4 separate regions of the Gossypium hirsutum genome follow, and all the other regions are linked to region 1. Evidence: chromatin contacts called from public Hi-C data. All regions are on one chromosome and are shown on one strand. Each heading gives the region's core, a stretch centred on a gene start, on an enhancer-like site or on the middle of the called end of the contact. The rest is flanking DNA. Distances are from core to core; before and after follow the strand shown. Region 1 holds the start of LOC107911458 (myb-related protein 308). Region 2 overlaps LOC107911437 (ABC transporter F family member 3). Region 3 has its middle 4.8 kb from the start of LOC121219805. Region 4 has its middle 32 kb from the start of LOC107911494.

Region 1 (3,052 bases), core at 348-2,847:
TTATACACTATGCAAACCAATTTGTTTGTTAGTTTAAAGATTTGATGCACGCAATTTGTGTGCGCCAAAATATATAGATTCCAGGGTCCTGCACGTGGAGGAAACTAGCTAGTTCAAAGTAGAAGGGCAGATCAATAAGAAGGGTTGTTGAACATATGCCCTCTTTCATCTCCTCTTAACCACATTTTTTCCAACCCAATCAAATCTCTTCTTCTCAAATTATTCCATCATTGGATGCATGCATTTTTTATTTACCGTGTTTTTGTTCCCATGTCTATGCAAACTGTAGTGCAGGAATGCCACATGGTATGAGATGAGTTGTTTTTTCTCCCAACCAATCTCTATTTATATATATTCTAAATTTTATTACATACTTACAACATTTAAAATAATATATAAAAAGTGTGGCTTGAAAGCAGTTAATAGTAACACCTTTTTTATTTTTTATTTTTTATTTAAATAAAAACACTATGTTATTCAATAATTAAAAAACTATTTATGTACTTTAGTCTTTTTATTTTTTAGAAAACCTAATAAAAAATTTCATGCGGTTGAATTTGAATCCATACAATTTACACTAATAAATCAACTTTACCACTAAAGTAAAGCTTTATTTTAATATAATATTATATTTTAATTGTATTATTAATTAATTTCAAACCGTACATTTTATTATTTATCATATGTTATTTTATACGCACTTCTATGTTCTAAATATATGGTTTTCACATACATTTTCATGTGACAGGATTTTTAATTATATTTAAGAAGCTTATTAAGTTGATATCACCCTTTGATCAAGTCCAACTCAATTGAATATAAATTCTTCCCCTCAAACTCTATTTAATGTTTTAACTCTTAATTCAATCCTAAAATGAAAATTTTTTTATTTAGTTTTAATCTACTGTAATATTTTACATAATTTTTATTTTTATTAATCTAAACTAAATCTATGTTATAAAATCTCATGAAAATAAGAAATTATTATCGAAATATGTAAAAATGATTATAAAAAATAAAATATTTTTTTAAACTCTTAAATAGTTAAAAATACTAAAATAGTGTGTTTTTAAAGGAAATATACTAAAATCGTTATAAATTCTAAAGAGGGGTATTTTAATAGTATAACAAAGCCAGGCGGGTGAATTTTACCTGCTTGGTTGCCACTCTTTCTTATTCTTTTTCCTAGGCTCTGTAAAAAACAAATGAGTTAAAAAGCAAAGGTATTTTTTAAAATATATATGTACTCTTTAGAAATGTAGTTTCTATATTTTACTAGTAGGAATTAATTTTTTTTTAATTTTAAAATTTAGATTAAATTGTTAATAATTTTAAAATTATTATTATTTAGTTAAATAGATATTAAATGATTTTTTTAATATTTTATATCAATAAATTTAACAGCAAAAAATGTAACAGTATCAATAATTCAACCTAAATTTTTAAACTAAAAAAAATAAATTCTTTAAAATAAAAATTTTTAAATTTGTGAATACCACTAATTATTGTATATTTTAACGGTTAAAAAAATAAGGATGGCGCATGTGGCTATTTCTAGATCATTAACGTTCCCCCTTTCATGGCTTTAAAAAGGAGGCGACGGCTTTGTAGTGTCATGTGCTCATTTTAGCGCACACATACACGCACTCTCTCTCTCTCTCTCTCTCGAGTTTACATCACCTCTTTTCTGGTTTTTGTGATCATTTCAGATTGTGCGGCTGGAATCGTAGAAGAAAGAAAAAAAAAATGGGAAGAGCCCCATGTTGTTCTAAGGTAGGTTTGAACCGAGGTCCTTGGACAGCCAGAGAAGACACATTGCTGATTAATTATATACAGGCTCATGGAGAAGGTCATTGGAGATCTTTGCCTAAAATGGCTGGTAATTTTCTACATCTGTCTTAATAAGCAGCTACAATTTTATTTCTTGCTCTAGTTGTAATTTCATTGATTTTGGGTTTGGTGGGCACTGTTCAGGGTTGCTTAGGTGCGGAAAAAGCTGCCGACTAAGATGGATTAACTATCTCCGACCTGATATCAAGCGAGGAAACATTACTCCCGACGAGGACGACCTCATTATCAGGCTTCATTCTCTTCTGGGAAATCGTTGGTCTCTCATTGCTAAAAGACTTCCAGGCAGGACCGACAATGAAATCAAGAACTACTGGAATTCTCACCTCAGCAAAAGGGTGCTCAATAATTCACAAACTAATTCAACTACAAGAAGCAGCCGTAAAGCCAAGAAAGCCACTGAAAAGAAGCAAAAGGCCAATGTGGAGGAGAAAGAAGAGATAAAGGTGCTGCATCAACCAAAAGCCAGCAGGGTTTCGCCATTCTCAGTAATATCAAGGAGCAGCAGTTTTGACAGCCTCATAAGTGGGTCATCTAGCAGCGGTGAAGGGAGCAAAGGAACCAATGATGCCTATGTTTTTTATATTCCTAGCTATTGGTCCGACTTTGCAGCTGATACTAACCTAGAATTTCCTGACGCTGAGGCGTTTTCAGATGCCACACCCGTAGGAGATAGTAATTTGCTTGACGACATTTTTGAAGAATACCAGAAACTTCTTGATGGCGATGACCCTGGCGAAAGAGATTCCATATTTGATGTTCTCTCTTGTTTTTGAGTATTTTCTGCTACAAGATTCTCCACTGTATAATTCAATCTCAATGAACTACTAATTAAAATCCTAAAAACACTCTCAAAAACAGTATCTGGAACTGAATCTTCCTTAGGATCGAATTAAGAAATACGAGAAACGATAGTAAGGAAGAAAACAACCGAAAAACATGTTGCCGTTGCTCTTTCGTTCTACATCACCTTTCAAGGCACTTCCTTATTAACAAAGCCACCTCAGTCATTTTGATTTAGATTTGTACTAAAATTATTAAATAACAAAATGATAATACCTAACACATTTAATCTATTTATAATATATACAGAAGTAAAAACGGTAAGGATCCGATTTTCGGTAAGGTTAGAAAATGTGGATTTGGAATTTCGTATCTGTTAATCGAGCCTATAAATATAAAATAAGAATATTTACGGAGTTAT
Region 2 (3,052 bases), core at 193-2,692, 200 kb after region 1:
TTCAGAATACACATGTGCATTCAAATAGAAGAAAATGACCTAGGAATAAGTACCTAACCGCAAATATAATCATATAACAGCTTAAGGTTGACATATCATTAAAGCTATAACTTTCCCTGGGGCTAATAACAGGCCAATGTATTGTACAAGGACATGTAAATATAAAGCTCTCTTGTGAACCATGACAGAATTTGAAACGAGCTTAGAGACGGACAATTCTAAGGGCCGCTAGGCCCCTAATTTACAGGAACATATTGCTCCATTTGAAGATAGGAAGGACTTATAGCTAAATGCCTAATTAGACACCTGATCATCATTTCTCAAGTTCCTTTCCATTAGTCAGAAGCCCATTGAAAGGAAAGGAGAAACCTTTGTAGTTAAAAATGTAGTTCTATGTCTGAGAAGCCCTAAATCCATATGCTTGCTTACGAAGGCCCTAAATCAACTTTTATTTTCTCATCGAAGACCAAAAGCTGCCTACCACTCCCAAATTAAGCAACGAGATTGTATAGAACCAACATGGTTAATCCAGGAGCTGCACCTTTTGGCAAGCAAAGAAAAGGCATGGGTAGTCAATCCAAGTCAGAAATCGGATCTTAATGAAACACCCTAAAAAGAAAATGTGAACTCTCTCCTTTATGAAAAATGCACATAGTTTTGAAAGATTCCGAAGAACTGATTAAACCAATCTCCATCAATCATCTTAATATGAACTCATTGCATAGCTTCAAAAGATTACAATTCAATATTTAAATCACACACACACACAGTAACTCCTTTAACTGATAAGGAAAAGACAGTTCCACAACGAAACCTAGGAATCAAATTCAAACTCCATATTGTTCGATCGGGTTTTGACTTGTGACTTTTGAGAAAACACAGCACCAACAGACTTAGATGATTGAATATCCAAAAAAAAAAGGCCTTTATTACAGAAGAGTTCCCTTTTCAATCAGGACGACCAACAAATATAGAGCATTTAAAGTTTCCTTAATACTTTTTTCTTGGTTCTGTATACAAAGACCATAAATCAAGAGAAAGCAAGAGAGTATATGACGTGGCAAGTACCGAGAGAGATATTTAGGAGTAGGTGAGAGGGCGGTCCTTGGCCTCGTTGGGATTGTCGTCATCGTCAGGGTCGTTGGTGGAGAGGTTAACGCAGGAGAAGCGCTCGAGAGAGGAGAAAAAGGCGGAGACCACAGTGGCGCTGACCCAGGTTGCCACCTCTCCCAACTTCTCACGAGAGATCAAGCTGGGGGAATTGTTGCCCTCGCTGTTATCCATTCTTATTCTACTTCTTGTTCTGAAATCGATTGGATTACTGAGATTTGAAACCCGCTCAAGGAGGATTCTCACTTTATCTCTTGTCGGTTAAGGAGGCGAAGCCGCCAAGGGGCATTCTAGAAGGCTTCTAAAATAATATAGAAAATATAAAAAATAAGGTCCAATCAAAAGCCGAGCACTTAGTGTAGTGGTATCATAGTACCCACCCACGGTACTGGATGGGGTTCGATACTTCGCATGCACAATAATCATAATTTGCAGTTTAAACTACATCACAACTCTGCATTTGACACCTTTTTTATGTTACATTGTTTTGGAAAGAAGTAGCCGAAAACATGGTTGAGGAAGTTATCGCAAGTTTGCGAGAACATTTAAGCTGAATGTTTCAGCACCTTCTTCAACTAGCTTGACCAGGGCTTAGATTTGATATTTTAATGTACTCGAATGCCTGAATATTTATTTTTTTAAGAACCCCCTTGAGCTTAGGCATGCCATGCTTTTCACTTGCATTTCAAGTCGTCTATGGAGCCCAATTGGAAACCCCAAAAGAAAAACCTGGTCTTTGAAGCTCGTATTTTTAACTATTAGCAGCAAATATTAAATATATATTTACATAAAAACTGTTTAGTATTTGAATTGATAGCTAAGCCCAAAAAAAATGCGGTGCTGTAGGTGTAGACCTCATAGCGCAAAGATGAAGCTTCAAGTAATCTCATGAGAATCAATAACAAAAGCAAACGAATAAGCTTTATCCCTCAAATTGAGAAAGACAATCATAGTTTAACATTTTTTTTTTACTTCAAACTCCATACCCAGAAATCCCTCTTATTGCATTTGAACAAAAAAAAAACTTTTTTCCCTAAAAAGAAACAAGGAATTTGCTCTAAACCTCGAATTACCTTCATGTAGAAAATTTGATATCGGATAACAGTTTTTAGGAAGAGGACTGGAGGAGCTTCTTATAGTCCTGGAAAGTTCCATGGAAAGGGTTCACCCTCCCCTCAGACACCACCCACAGTTCATCTACACTTCCAGATATCAGATGTTCATCATGACTAACCTGCAGGAGCCATCACACACAATTCCATCTCAGAATTTCGAAATAGGACCAAAATAATCTTAATATTTATTTATTGTGCAAACTAAAATGACAAAGACAACACGACTTATACCATCAGAATCCCTCCTTGGAACAAGACAAGGCCTTGAATTAGTGCCTCCACAGCATCCAAATCCTAATTTCAGTGTCACAGTCAGTGGTTATAAAACTTTCCATGCAAATCCTGGAATTATTGAAGACTTAACCATGTCTTAATATCAAGAAATATGGAGAGAGAGAAAAATATTACGACTTACAAGATGATTGGATGGCTCATCAAGCAATATTATGTGTGGTTTCTTGAAAGTTATCTTTGCAAAAGCAACTCTACTTTTTTGACCGCCTAGCATTGGCAATCAAAGCAATTAGAAACATGTCTGGGCATATGTAAATGCACAAGGATATAGGGTAAAGCAAAATCCCAGCCAACAGCCATGCGATGTATTGTAGAAAGTACTGGACTTATGCACCCAATGATCAGGACTCACTCGTTTGTAGCCTCAAATACCAAAAAAAAAAAAAAAGACAATTCAAAAACCAACTCTTTTATAACATCAAGAAACAACATTCTGCTGTTTTTCATTGTAGGCCTTCAATTAGCCAGTATCAAAACCTTTTGAGATTCAAAGTTCAGTCTCATTACCGATTTATAGAAACAAACTTCAAATT
Region 3 (3,052 bases), core at 307-2,806, 150 kb after region 1:
ATTGACATAATTAAACTTAGTTAAGGTACTGTTAGGCAACTGACTCCACTGCCTTTGGAACATTATTGAGTTATTATAACCAAAGCCCTTTTCATTCAGTTTTTATAGTGCTTCAAGTCAGGCCAGCATTTGTGTTTTCTTCAAAAAGCCTAATTTCCTGGGGCTTTTCCTCAAGTTTAGTCTGAAATTGCTGACTCCTTCGTTGACCACGACAACAACAACCAAAGCCCTACATTGCTTTTTTTTTCTTTCTAAATTTGTTAAGAGGAGATTAAAGATTAATTTAAAGCTAATATTTTCTACATTGTTTAGTAAGTTTTCTTAATTTTTTTAAAAGTTGTTTTTAATGAAACAAATACATCATAATTATATTTGTTACAAATGATTGTTGGTGTGTGGGGATAAATTAAACTTATGAAAAATTAACAAAGGCTTCAAAACATATAACTATGTCACTATCTTTAAGATTCTATTCAATCCTACCTATATTTTTGTATGCAAAAGAGTTAAGGCAAATAAATCTCGAAGATACAATGAAACCCAATAACCGTATGATGATAATAGTTCACTAAGCAAAGCAAATCTAGAGTATCAAATTCTATAGAGAATTTCTGCAACAAGTCTTTATAAAATAATCTTTGAATATTAAAAGATAGAGGAGAACATAGAAACTTTGTTTGAGTTCTTTTTGGTGTACCATACAAATAAAATTTCACTCCTACCTATAAGAGTTATCATGTCTCTTCATAGATACATAACCATTAACTAGATATCTATTTGGATAGTCACATCTATTAAGAATGAAAAAAAAATATTCATTACATATTACTTGAATAATCATAATTTTTTTTAATAATCAAGTAATATAACTTTCAGTGACAATAGACATAATCTATCACTATGAATAATGACAACTCTTGATTAATAACAAAGTAACATAATTTTTGATTACTTATAATTATTCATTTGTAATTATTGGAACACTATATATGTTCTAAAAATGTTTCAACAAATATTATAGTAGCATGTTTGACAATTGAAATATATTTTATAATAAGATATATTTTATAGAGTTGATATGTAGTTTACTCTTTGAACTTTGTCCACAAGTACCTCATTAGTACCTAAACTTGTGTTTCGTCACCCAAGTTAATATTCTCGCACTAACACAATTAGTTTGTGCCATAATAGCACTAATAGCCAATCTAGTTGTGGCACAAGATAGCCTCACATTATGTCACATAGCAAACATAAATTAACATACTTCAAATATATATAAATTAATAGAGAAAAGTTTAGCTAGAATTTTTTTTTTTGAAATAACAACTCTCCGACCTTCAACCTTCAAAGTAAACGACAAACCACATAACCTTCAAGTACAAGGGAGAAATGGTTGCTCGGAGTCTTCATGTACACTTGTGGAACACCAAAACAAATGTATTAAATGAGTCGCACGCTAGAGATGAAAGTAGAGACATGAGACAAGCACATGATAGATGTCTTGATTCTGTACACGTTGGTGAAAACAAAAGAGTACTGCTGCTTCAATCTTGCATCACATGTGAGTGGCAAAGCCCGGAAACAAGAAAAACTCATTGTTAGGTGGCACGTCTCTATAAGGTTTAGGTTGGGACATGGGATTCCATTCAGGCTCCACTTTTACCCATTTCCTACTATATTGGTAAAAGACAGTATATATTACGTTTAGATGGAAAGCCATATTAAAATCATAATGTCGGGCACACCATATATAATCTTCATATTTAATGATACGATTAAGCAGACACCGCCAAGGAGCCATGTATCTCACATGGGTTGTGTACTAGATTCTGATACAAGAGCTCAAACTATCTTCAATCTGTGAGGTGCCTTCTGTGAATGAAACTATGAGGTTTAATGGGCCAAAACAAACAACACCTTGTAGGTTGGTGGGGACTTTGAGAGCTAATGGGCCAGAACAAACAACACCTAGACACTCTATTCTAGTTGTATATTGAGCAATTCATGGGCCCGTGGTATATTAAATCCTAGTTGAATACATCTTAAAAATTCAATTAGAAATTAATTCACTTATGGTACTTGTTAACCTTAATCTAGAGTAAGTATACTATTGTATATGTATGATCTGTACGCTTCGATGTGCCAATCGCTAAAGCATCTCAAAATAGCAAGTTAATAAATTGATACATTAGATATATGACTTACACATAATTTAACTTTGCTTATAGATAAGAGATCATAGCTCTCACAAAAAAAGCTAATTATATCCTATTTTATTATTAATATGATTAATGAAAATAAAATATAAGGTTTAGGTGGATTATCTATGTAACTATATATAAAAGTAAGGTTAAAAAGACCTTCCTTCTATTGACACATGGACATCCATATTTTTTTCCATTTTATAAATATAATTTAAGAACATTAATCCAATAAAAAATATTCTATCATGACGAGTTCGAATGTGTGTTTTTTTTAATTTACATAAGCATTTTCAACATAAAATTTTTATTACATTATTACTAAGTGATTTTTGTTTAATTTTAAAATGCCACAACACTGAATTTAACTAAATAATTTAACGGGGTAATAACTAAACTTAAATTCTTAAATTTGAAAAGTAGAGAAACTAAATTCCTAAAAAATAAAATAATGAGACTAAACTTTTGTATGAAGTGTATAGGGACTTAGATCATATTTTAACCTTCAAATTTTTACTCCATAATTTGATACAAACAAATAATCAACCTATTTTAAAATGTGTCATCAATGGAATTTTAACAGTGGCAACAATTGGACCTAAAATTTTAAATCCAAAAAGTAGAGTCTAAATCTTTAAGAGTAAAAATAGGATTAGAGTATATTTTAACTTTCAAATTTTTACTCCATAATTTCACACAAATAAATAATCAATCCAATGCGAAGCATAGTAATCATGCTAGCTATTTTAATTATAGGTATAATGGAACTTTGAGATAAAATGTTTGAAGTAGGTGAATGTGTAATGCCCCAAAATTTTGGCTTCTAAGAAAGGACAAGTATTTTAAAGGTG
Region 4 (3,052 bases), core at 406-2,905, 130 kb before region 1:
TATTTATAAAATTAAATAATGAATACACAAAATAATATTATATAATAAGAGAGTTTATAGTAAAATTAGTTTGGTTGATATATAAAAAAATACTAATAATTATAATAACATCAAATGAAATTAATAATAATAAACCAATTAATTTAATAAAAATGGATCTATTGTGAATTTAAACAAAATTCTAAGGTTACATTTGAAATAAATAGATAAACATCCGAATTGAGATAGGCTTAATATTAAAGGGACCATTATAGCAATTTAACACGCAAATTCAGGAATTCAAATCTCAACAGCGAAATGACGTTGTCTAACCTGGGATCTAAATGAAATTAAAATAAAAGTGCGATAACAATTTAAAAGAATTGAAAGGAAATTGAATCGAAATGAAAGCCAATGCAAGGGGATTCAGTGCGCAAATTTCCCCTTGATTTAAAAAGGCGCGGATCCTCCCCGAATCAAATCGGATCACCGGGTCAAGGCACCAAACGGTGCCGTTTTTTTAAAGAATTTAAAAGCTAAAAAAAACCTAAATCTAAAAATTTTCATCTAAAATTGCTGAGGAAAGGGAGAGCGCCGTTTCCTGTTTCCCATCCTCCGTCGCCTGCTCAGCCCTTCAGAACCCCATTTGCTCTGATTGCGACGAGAGAAACAGGGATCCAACCGTCACATGATGAAGGTAAATCTCTATTGTTTTCTTATTTTGTATAGAAAATAGAAAAAAAAATCAAAGAAAACAGTAGAGAAACGCAAAAAGAAAAAAAAGTAAAAATAATTAATCAACTCCTTTCAACTGTTAATCGTTCTCTTTTTGTTATTTCTTTTTTTCAAATCGGGATCCCCGAAACAATACAGAAAATGGGGTTTTATAGCCCCAAAAATACATCAATCTTTCTTCTTTTTCTCCTATTTTCTCTTTGTGCTATTTTGTTATTTTCTTTTCTTCTTTTTTTGTTCTTTTGTGTGCTGCGTTGTCTTCGTTTCATTTGCAAGTACAGTGTACGGAGGCGCGTGGCGTGGAGGCGGTGGCGCACGTGCAAGGGCAGAGCCTGATTGCGGCGCGAGGGCTTGCTGCAAGCTGCTAGGGTTTTCTGATTTTGCTTTAGGCTAATTGAGCTAGGGTATTGGGCCATATTGATTTTGGGTTTGATTTTGGGTTGGTAATTTGGGTTATTGTAATTGGGTTATTTTTGGACTCGGGTTTGATATAATTTGGGTTATTGGGCTAGGGTGTATTGGGCTCGGTGAGTCTGATAGGTTTAGTATTTGGGTTAAGGACTGAATTGGGCTTTGAGTCTGTAAGTGGACATTTATTTAATTGAATTTTTGGTTTAATTTTAATATTTATAAAAAACTAGGCTGTTAATAGTGGATATTTTAATTTACTTTATTTTTTGGTATTTATTGGGCCGGGCAAAATGGGTTATTACACTTACCTTTGGTTGGGTTTTGCCCAATTCAGTAAGGGTTTTTTTGCCTCCCAACTTTAAGCCCATGGAATGAAGGAGATGAGCTTTTGGTTGATATTTTTCAATGTCCAACATGCTTTTGATTATGACTTTTGATGATGCAAAAAGTAGTCGGATAGACTTGGGACCCGCAAAAGATCATAGTCATAAGAAGCCTAGACCAATGCCATCCTCATGCAAATGATGTCTACACAATCAACTCTAGCTGTGCCCAAAACACCCATATGTTTTGAAATAATTGACCGTAGGGATGATAGGCATTGTAACCCGTCTCACACAATATAATTATCGAGCCACGAAACTAAAAATTTATTTTAGGTGGAGCCAAAATCCATTCATCATTTCAAACTTTTTAAATTGAAAATTCTAACTTATAATTTTAGAATTTTTTTTGAAAGGTTTAATATTAGATAAGTATAATATATATCCAAACAATTACAACTTAAAATGAAATCAGTATAAAGCACAACGAATGAGGAATAAAAAAAATATCATTTGTTGTAGTTAGAAACCCCATGTGTTCACCCACCTATGAATTTAGTTCCATTTTGATCATCTAACTATTAATTTTTTTAATTTAATTATTTCACTTTTTCAAATTAAATATTTTAATCACTCTTCCGTTCGTTGTCATTAGGCCAATGATGAAAAGCTAACGTGGGGCCTTTTTTTAGCCTAATATGAATTTAGCCTTCAACATTCACAAAACCTATCAATTTTGTTTTAATTCTAAAAATTTTAAAAAAAATAAATATATTTAAAAAATCATTTTTGGATAAATAAGTTATAAATAAAAAACCAAATCACATGTATTAAAAACAAAACCTAAACTCTCCCTAAAAAGAGCCATTGCTCAATCCTCTATAGTGGAAACCAAAATTTTCAATTTTCTAGATTCGAATTATAATAAGTTGATAATTGAAATTATACTTACTCCTGGTCTAGAATCCAAATTTGTTTTTTTTTAAAAAAAATTGATTATAAGAAAAATTACTCAAATAAAATATCACTAAGTTTATATAAAATTACCCAAATAAAATATCACTAATTTTATATAGAATTTTTCTTTAGTATTTGATACTTCATAATTTTTATTATAGAGGAACTTATGCAAGAGTTTAATTCCCATTCGAAGTTCTAAATTAATTAAAATAGAGGAGTTCCGATCCAATTAAGACTCAAGAGTGTATCGGCCGGCAACTCCCATGGAAAAAAAGTCAAGTCCCTATGCCGCAACCCCTTGTCTTAATTGGGCTGACCTTTATCTGGTCCAATTTATTCAACTTACCTCCCTTGGTTTAAATAAAAAATCAAGACCATGTATTTAATCAAATATTCCTTTAAATATTTTTCAATTAAAAATAACTAAAATTTTTAATTCTAATTATATAATTTAAAAAAATCAATTTTAATTTTGTTAAAATCATAACGACTTTATCATATTAGAATTTATATGTAAACTTATTTAATTATACGGATAAAATTAAATTAAATTACAATGACTACATAACTTAGTTTTCATTTTAAGTTCAATTATTTAATTTATTCAACCAATTAAATAATAATCCAAATAAATTAAATTATTC

Evidence for each region. A called contact is a pair of places that touch in the nucleus more often than the background predicts.
Region 2: a contact with region 1 is called in a Hi-C map of leaf, with 3 times the contacts expected there. The contact joins the enhancer-like site here to the promoter of LOC107911458 in region 1. A contact is called at or near these places in 13 of 34 Hi-C or Micro-C datasets (anther, callus, fibers and 4 more).
Region 3: a Hi-C map of leaf shows a contact between it and region 1, with 1.7 times the contacts expected there. The contact joins the enhancer-like site here to the promoter of LOC107911458 in region 1. A contact is called at or near these places in 3 of 34 Hi-C or Micro-C datasets (hypocotyl and leaf).
Region 4: a contact with region 1 is called in a Hi-C map of leaf, with 2.9 times the contacts expected there. The contact joins the enhancer-like site here to the promoter of LOC107911458 in region 1. A contact is called at or near these places in 5 of 34 Hi-C or Micro-C datasets (callus, leaf and petal).

The regions. Positions count from the first base shown.
Region 1 is chrD08:41,254,726-41,257,777 of Gossypium_hirsutum_v2.1, forward strand. LOC107911458 (myb-related protein 308) reads left to right here and starts at 1,598. Exons shown (of 2, transcript XM_016839280.2): 1 at 1,598-1,879; 2 at 1,975-2,694. The coding sequence starts at 1,747. The coding sequence ends at 2,624.
Region 2 is chrD08:41,458,284-41,461,335 of Gossypium_hirsutum_v2.1, forward strand. LOC107911437 (ABC transporter F family member 3) reads right to left here. Exons shown (of 19, transcript XM_041098176.1): 16 at 2,641-2,726; 17 at 2,457-2,519; 18 at 2,184-2,344; 19 at 699-1,408. The coding sequence ends at 2,219. Among protein-coding and RNA genes, the nearest start is that of LOC107911437, 8.4 kb to the right of the region's middle. Within about 2 kb of position 1,443, at least 9 of the 9 cell types and tissues checked have an H3K27ac peak or open chromatin away from gene starts, as enhancers often do. A contact at or near this core is called in fibers, hypocotyl and leaf, where this site is marked.
Region 3 is chrD08:41,409,330-41,412,381 of Gossypium_hirsutum_v2.1, forward strand. No RefSeq gene overlaps it. Among protein-coding and RNA genes, the nearest start is that of LOC121219805, 4.8 kb to the left of the region's middle. Within about 2 kb of position 1,557, at least 3 of the 9 cell types and tissues checked have an H3K27ac peak or open chromatin away from gene starts, as enhancers often do. A contact at or near this core is called in hypocotyl and leaf, where this site is marked.
Region 4 is chrD08:41,120,871-41,123,922 of Gossypium_hirsutum_v2.1, forward strand. No RefSeq gene overlaps it. Among protein-coding and RNA genes, the nearest start is that of LOC107911494, 32 kb to the left of the region's middle. Within about 2 kb of position 1,656, at least 1 of the 9 cell types and tissues checked has an H3K27ac peak or open chromatin away from gene starts, as enhancers often do. A contact at or near this core is called in leaf, where this site is marked.